2 separate regions of the Macaca mulatta genome follow, and region 2 is linked to region 1. Evidence: chromatin contacts called from public Hi-C data. All regions are on one chromosome and are shown on one strand. The core of a region is the stretch at or near the end of the contact, and the rest is flanking DNA. Distances in the headings are between cores, read along the strand shown.

The links. A called contact is a pair of places that touch in the nucleus more often than the background predicts.
Region 2: a Hi-C map of sperm shows a contact between it and region 1, with 14 times the contacts expected there. The contact joins two enhancer-like sites. A contact is called at or near these places in 4 of 14 Hi-C or Micro-C datasets (blood, fetal cortex germinal zone, fibroblasts and 1 more).

The regions. Positions count from the first base shown.
Region 1 is chr11:138,661,138-138,664,877 of T2T-MMU8v2.0, reverse strand. No RefSeq gene overlaps it. Among named protein-coding and RNA genes, the nearest start is that of ADGRD1, 320 kb to the right of the region's middle. Within about 2 kb of position 2,022, at least 4 of the 40 cell types and tissues checked have an H3K27ac peak or open chromatin away from gene starts, as enhancers often do.
Region 2 is chr11:139,038,090-139,041,510 of T2T-MMU8v2.0, reverse strand. No RefSeq gene overlaps it. Among named protein-coding and RNA genes, the nearest start is that of SFSWAP, 29 kb to the left of the region's middle. Within about 2 kb of position 1,505, at least 2 of the 40 cell types and tissues checked have an H3K27ac peak or open chromatin away from gene starts, as enhancers often do.

The DNA.
Region 1 (3,740 bases), core at 773-3,272:
ACTGGGGAACCCCACGGAGCTGTGTCTGTTGCCCTAGACCCCTCCCGTGGTCCTACTGCCCCAGGCCTCAGAAGGAAACAGGTGCCATGGAAACACTGCTGACACCTGGCGTGTCCCCTGCCTGCCCCTGGAGAGAGCCTGGCTGGGATTCAGCACCCAGATTGAGCAGGGAAACATCTCCTCGCAGGAAAGGAAATCTCCATTTCTACCAATGGACATTCCATGCAGGTCACCCTGAAAATTCATGGTGGAAGGTCAACTCCAAAACGGATTTCCTGCTCCATAGCTCTGCCTTCAGAACCTTGAAAATTCATGGCGGAAGGTCTGTTGCAAAACCGATTTCCTGCTCTATAGCTCTGCCTTCGGAGGATCTCACATACATAAGGAATGAGGTGCAGATGTGGAAGGAAATAGAGACTCCATGATCTTAAGAGGAGGGAGCTGGAAGCTGGGAGATGGAGAAAGAGGGCAATAATAAAATCAGAGGTGCATAACCCCCAGCCCCTCTCCAAAATCCCATCGTGGTGATGCTGGTTGAGGGGATGGCACTGTCCCCATATGGCCTCCAGATTTAAGCCCAGAGTCTGTGTCCCTTATGCTGAGACCACAGGTAATGACGTGTGGGCTCCTCCTATAGGGCAGGAACCACCCCGTGACACCTGTGTCCATTTTCCAGGTAGCTGAGGCACGGGAGGCTGGAGGAGACTGACAGCCAACTCCTTGCACCCCAGCCCTGCTAGACACAGTGTGGCCCCTGCAGACTGTGAAGTGCAGCGCACCCCAGCAGGGGGTGGGAGCGCCTTTGCTACTCTCACTGGCTTCTGCTCCGCGTGAGGTGGAGGGCAGACGCTCCTTTCTCTGGAGCCCCGTGCAGACCCTGATGGGTCAGGGCCTCCTGTGCTGGGGACTCTGGGAGCATCTGGGACTGTCGCGGCCGATAGAGCCTACAAAAGGCCAGCCTCCCTCCTCCCCGCCTTTCATTAGAAAATCCGAACAGCCGCATAGCTCATTTGAGAAATAAATATTCATTGAAACCACATAATATGGATGCTTGTATGGCTGTATTTGAGGGGAAATTAAAGGAATAAATAACCCATAAGTCTTTGAATGTGTTGTCCTTAGGTAGAAATGTCTCCAGGTTTTCTATGGCCACCTACTGAATTATTTAAGTTAGTTAAACTTAGATGTTAAGAAATAGTCAAAACAGTCCTAGTTCCAACATTCTTATTTCTTATTAAGATCAAATGTTTATGCAAAGCGTATGGATTGATTACTCTAATGAGAGTTCAGTAAAGTTGGGGCAAATAACATTTTAAGGAAATTTCAGGGAGATTCTGCAAATCTCTAACAGAAATCGCCAAGGCTCTCAGGGGAGCAGATGGTCACCTCATCTTCCCCAGTCTGATGTAGCCCTGGGATGGGGGCAATGTCTGCAAATTGCAAGTGCAGGCCCTGCCTGCTCACCCCCGACCCCAGGCAGAGGCTTCTCAAGGGCAGCACTGGGTGGGAGGTGAGGGTGGGTGGGAAATGGCTTTCACCCCCGGGGGAGCTCATTCCTGGACGTCAAGCTCACGTGCCCCTGGAGGGTTTCCAAGAACAGGTGCCTGAGTTGTGCTGAGCCTCGTGTCAGACAGAGCCCGCTCCCCACCCTGATGGAAGTGACCCCCAGGAGGAGAAAGCCTGAACAGGTCCACGGAGCCCAGACACCCACTCCTTCTAACTCATGCATGCCTGGAGGCCTTGGGGTCTCGCCCACACCCCACGGGCAGGTGTCCTCCGGTTACCCCCAGGGATGTGGCCTCTGGGGGACCCCTCCTCTGAGGCTCCCCCCAGCAGAAGCCCTGCGTGAAACTGCTCCTGCTGGCTCCCCTCCCCCACCACTCAAGGCCCCTCTGAGAGGCTGGGAGGGTTCTGGGTGGAAGGGGACAGAGCTCGGTTGAAGAGAAGATCCTGGTCTCCGGGGTAGAGCTCCTCTCCCTTCCCCTCTCCCTCTCCACACACTGTGGGTGCCCTAAGGGGCTGGTGGTTGTTTCAGGGCTTGTAAAACTTTGGACTGACCCCCTCTGCCCCGTCCTAGAGTGGATGGTCCTCGGGGCGTTTGTAGCTGTTTCAGGACCGGGTCTGCTCTGAGGCTGTGAGCTATGGGGAGCGAGTCTGCGCACATGCTGCTGTGAGCTATGGGGAGAGAGTCCGCGCACATGCTGCTGTGAGCTATGGGGAGAGAGTCCGCGCACATGCTGCTGTGAGCTATGGGGAGAGTCCGCGCACATGCTGCTGTGAGCTATGGGGAGAGTCCGCGCACATGCTGCTGTGAGCTATGGGGAGAGTCCGCGCACATGCTGCTGTGAGCTATGGGGAGAGTCCGTGCATATGCTGCTGTGAGCTATGGGGAGAGAGTCCGGCTTGGAACCGCAGACCATCCCTGAGAACACACCCCAGCTGTCAGCCACAAAAAGCGATCAAGTTGCCACAGGGATCCCAGAGCCCATTTTCCGTTTGCTGTGGCCACATGTCCCTCATTGTGGCATCCACATCAGGGAGTTGTCAGGGCAGTGGGGCCTGACAGAGGGGCTAGATCGGGGTGCATTGGTGCTCTCACATCCTGGGTGACAGTACACCGAGTGACCTTGCTGACCATAAACTAAGCACAACCATCAAAGCTACAACTACAACAGCCACACAAAAATCAATCAGACGGGCCCTCCAGTTCCTGCCAAGACAGAGCAGTGCCGCCCTCCTGGCTTCTCCCTTTCACAGCAGAATATCCTGGGCATCACTCAACAAGTGCAGGAAGACTCTGAAACCTGGGGAAAAGGCAAACCTGGGGCCTGGGACAGAAGGAACCACAGGCCTGGAGTCCTCTGGGCTCCAGCTGCTGCCTCCCTCACAGGCCTCCCCCATCTCCCCCCTGCAGCCGTGGGGCAGAGCAAACCCCTTGGGCCCACTGAAATCAGGTGCCAGGCAACCATTTGGGCAGCTCAGACGGGAACCATTAGAGGTGAAAGGAGGCTCTGCCAAATGTTGTTTGACTTTTGCATGCTAATCAGCTATAATTGTTAGATTCACATTTATAATGCAAAGAGAGAACAGAATTCTCACCCTGAAGCCTGGAGTCTGCTGCTCCCCAAGGCAGAGCGCCCACTGGGGCTGGGGTTCAGAAAGCCAAAGCTTTGCTATTCCAACTGCAGGGTGTGCTCTGAGGCAGGAGGCCTGCTTGGCATTCTGGAAACCTCTGAGCTTCTCTACAAAGGAGCTCCATGCCTCTTTCCCGATGTCCCAACTCCTCCTCCTCCTGCAGCTGAAGCTGGCAGTTACAGCAGCAGAGCAGAGGCTACACTGGTGTCCTGAGTCCCCGGGCTGAACCAGAGGTGACCCCGCAGCAGAGCAGAGATGACACTGGTGCCCTGGAGTCTCCGGGCTGACCTGGAGGTGACCTGCACGATGCTGAGGCCCCGGGGAGACCACACCCACACTTAGGGCTGAGTGTCTCCAGTGCCACTCACCTAGTGACGGGTGGAGGTGCAAGCAAGGACAACACAGCTTCTGCCCCAGGGTGGGCCCTGAGTTCATGGGGGTGTGGGCGGTTCTAAGGACGGGAGCTCTGAGAACAGAAGCGACCTCCTGACCGAGGATGCTGGAGCTGGCCCTAACTCCCTTCCCCCTGGGAAAGGAAAATATCTTGGGCCCCAAAAATCACTTGGGGAAAAAGTCAGGCTGGGAACTGCTCAGGGCAAACCCGC
Region 2 (3,421 bases), core at 256-2,755, 380 kb before region 1:
TCCTGTGAAGATGGCGCGGACACATCCCAGCTCTCGATCACGATGGGCAGTGCTAATATAATACAACGACGTGAGGTTGGGAGCTGCTGTTCACCCCACCCGGGACGTTTCTGCTGATTGTTTTGAAGCCCCACCGTGAATCTTCCCTTTTCCCCGATCCTAAATCTCTCCCGCTGCTGCAAAGCCGTCCGGAGACACTCGCAGGAGGTGGGTTCTGGAGCCCTGTTGCCCGGCCAGCTGGAGGGACAGAGCTCCAGGTCAGGCACCCCTGCATCCCCTCCCTACGCTCCCGCCCCTCAGCCCACGTCCCACAGTCCAGATCCCGCACCTCCCCCTCCCCTTTCCGTTTTCCTCCCATAAGACCCACCTCTTCTGACCCTCCCTGGCCTCTACCTCCTGCTCAGGGTTCAACACTGACCTCTGCTTCCCTCCACGTTTCCCTCCTTCTTCCCTTGGCCCCTGTCATCCACAGCAGACGCCCCTCAGCTGCCGCCCCACCTCCTGCTCCTGACCCAGCTGGCTGCCCACGTCCCGTGAGGAGCCTGCTCCTGGACCCCAGCAATACGTGTCCTCCCACTTCTCTCCCTCTCGTCGGCCCCTCCCAGGAGCCCCTTTCCCAGTGTCATCTCTTGGCTCCAGCTTCTTCCAACCAAACCCTGAACTCCATTCAGAGTGGAGCTGATGCCCTGCTCCAGAGTCCATCTGGTCAACCCAAGTCAGCCTCTGGGACCCACCCCTGCGGGGCAGCCACATCCCAAGTGGGGAGAGCGCGGTTGGCTCATCCAGGACACATGCTTACTGGCTTGTTCTATGTGATCGGGGATTGGGTCTGGGGGGCCTGTGGGGTTTGGGTCCCAGGGTGACTCTCACCTGACCCACCCCACGTGCCGGCCGCCAGTCACACGGGCTGTGCAGACGTGACTGTATGTTCCTCCCAGGCCACTCTGTTGTCCTCAGTGAGGCCATTCCGGGGAGGTGACAGTGATCACAGATGGGGCATGTGTGGCATTATATCCCCATGTGTGATGCGTGTCCTCTGTTAGGAGCTCAGGGTGTGGGTGCCATCATGTCTCCACATGTGACCTCACGTCCTCTGCACAGAGCTCGGGACACTGGTGCCATCGTGTCCCCACCTGTGACCTCATGTCCTCTGTGCAGAGCTCGGGACACTGGTGCCATCGTGTCCCCACGTGTGACCTGATGTCCTCTGCTTAGAGCTGGGACACTGGTGCCATCGTGTCCCCACGTGTGACCTGATGTCCTCTGCGCAGAGCTGGGACACTGGTGCCATCGTGTCCCCACGTGTGACCTCATGTCCTCTGCGCAGAGCTGGGACACTGGTGCCATCGTGTCCCCACGTGTGACCTCATGTCCTCTGCGCAGAGCTGGGACACTGGTGCCATCGTGTCCCCACGTGTGACCTCATGTCCTCTGCGCAGAGCTGGGACACTGGTGCCATCGTGTCTCCACCTGTGACCTCATGTCCTCTGTACAGAGCTCGGAGTGTGGGTGCCATCGTGTCCCCACGTGTGACCTCATGTCCTCTCTACAGAGCTCGGGGCTGTCCTCTCATGGCCGCTCCTAGACGGTCAGGCCCTGTGTTCCAGGAGGCTTCGACAGTGACTGTCCCGGGTGCTGCCGTCACTAACCCAGCCTAAGAGCAATAAAGCCACCTGCCCTGGCGTGGAGAATGTGTGGGTTGCTATGCACCAGTCGCCATGGCACCAGCACCCGTGACTTCAGGTCGGATGAGTGTCTGGAGAACAGTGAGCAGCGTCAAATGGTCAGGGGCCCAGGGTGCCTGAGGAGGTCAGCCTCTGCCCAGTTCTCTGCGGGGAAACCTGTGGGGCTGTCCTGGGCTCCACGGAGCTCACAGTTGCCCTGGGGAGTAGGGAGGAGGGGCCCAGGAGGCCTTCTCATCTGGGACAGTCCTGGAAGAGGCCCCTCGGGGACACACATGGGAAAATGGGGCATCCAGCAGCCAGACTGAGCCAGGACCTTGAGAGAAGAGACAGCTGTCCCCGGAAGTCCTGCACTGTGGCTGCTCCATCCACCGGCCAAGTGGAGCATCCTGGACCACTCACAAGGGGCTCTGCTCTTCATGACTTTAATGCAACCTGTCACCGTCGTTGTGGGTGATCACTAACACAGCATAGCAAGGCAGGGAGACTACAGGGTGAGGAGTTTCTGCAGAAGACGTTGGAACCAGGAATGTGCACAGACACCATGAATGTGAATTGTAACCTCAAAGGGAAGGCACAGGCAGCCCAGCAAAAGCAGCAGCTGATGGGAGCTCGCGGCGAGCCCACCTCTCCTCCAGGTGGCGAGAGACCCCAGAGGAGAGGCCCGGGGTGTCGGCCCCCCTGGAACAGAGAGAAAGATGCCTGCGTGGACGGGTGCCCAGAGGTGTGGACAGCAGGGTCCCCATGCTGACCGCGGCAGGACAAGCTCGGGTTCAAGCTCCTCAAGGAAAGCTTTAAGCTCATCCCCAGCTTCTGAGCAGGTGCAAGCCGGTCCCAGGGACGCTTTGTTCCGTTCCCTGCTCTCCAGGGGAGGCGGGTGGGGAAGGGAGGAAGACAGGGGCCTCTCCCTCCTCCCTGCACAGCCTCAGACCTTCCAGCCGGAAGCAGTGGCATCTGGTAACGATGATGACTACGCTACTAATTATTAGCATTATGATTTAATAGGCAGGGAGCCAGTGAAGTGCAGGGGCTGGGGGAGCTGCAGCACAGAGTCCAGGAGAGTCCATCCCGGCCCCGCTCCTGAGCCCGGGTGACCTTGGGCCAATCCCCCAAGGTCAGCCATTCTGTTGGTTTCCATCACCTCTAAATTGCAGTTCCCAGGGAGCACAAAATGAGAAAAAGCGCTTAAAACCCTGAGCATGGATGGCTCCTGCCTCAGGGCTGTGAGCTGCTGCCACCATTAGTCCTGAGAAAGCCAGTGGGGCGGGGGCTCCACCCAACCTGGGACGCTCCATGTGGTCCATATGTCGTCCTGTGAAATTCTGAGTCTGTTGCCAGTAGATCAAAGTCGGGATGTTCCAGGTAAAACCTGGATTTCCACCTCCTCCTGGAGAACCGGAAGTCCTGGCAGCTCCAGGCGCACCCGGCCACAGTCGGCTGTCAGAGTCAAGGCTGGGGGCTGCTCCCCAGTGACCCAGCTCCCACCAGCTCAGCTGGACTGGCAGCCACGTCCACCCAGCCCTGGGCATTGGTGCTGTGACCCTGATGTGACCTGGGCCTTTGCCCCCGAGGCCCTGAGCCCCCCTCCCCCAGCGAGAGGTCTAGGGCGTCCGGAGTAAGCTCAGTGGGGAGCAGCCTGCTGTGGGGACGCCTCTCACCACAGGTTCCCCCTGAGTTTAAACAAAATGCACGTGTGCACACACGCACACACTAAAACACACATCTGCACGCACCTGCAC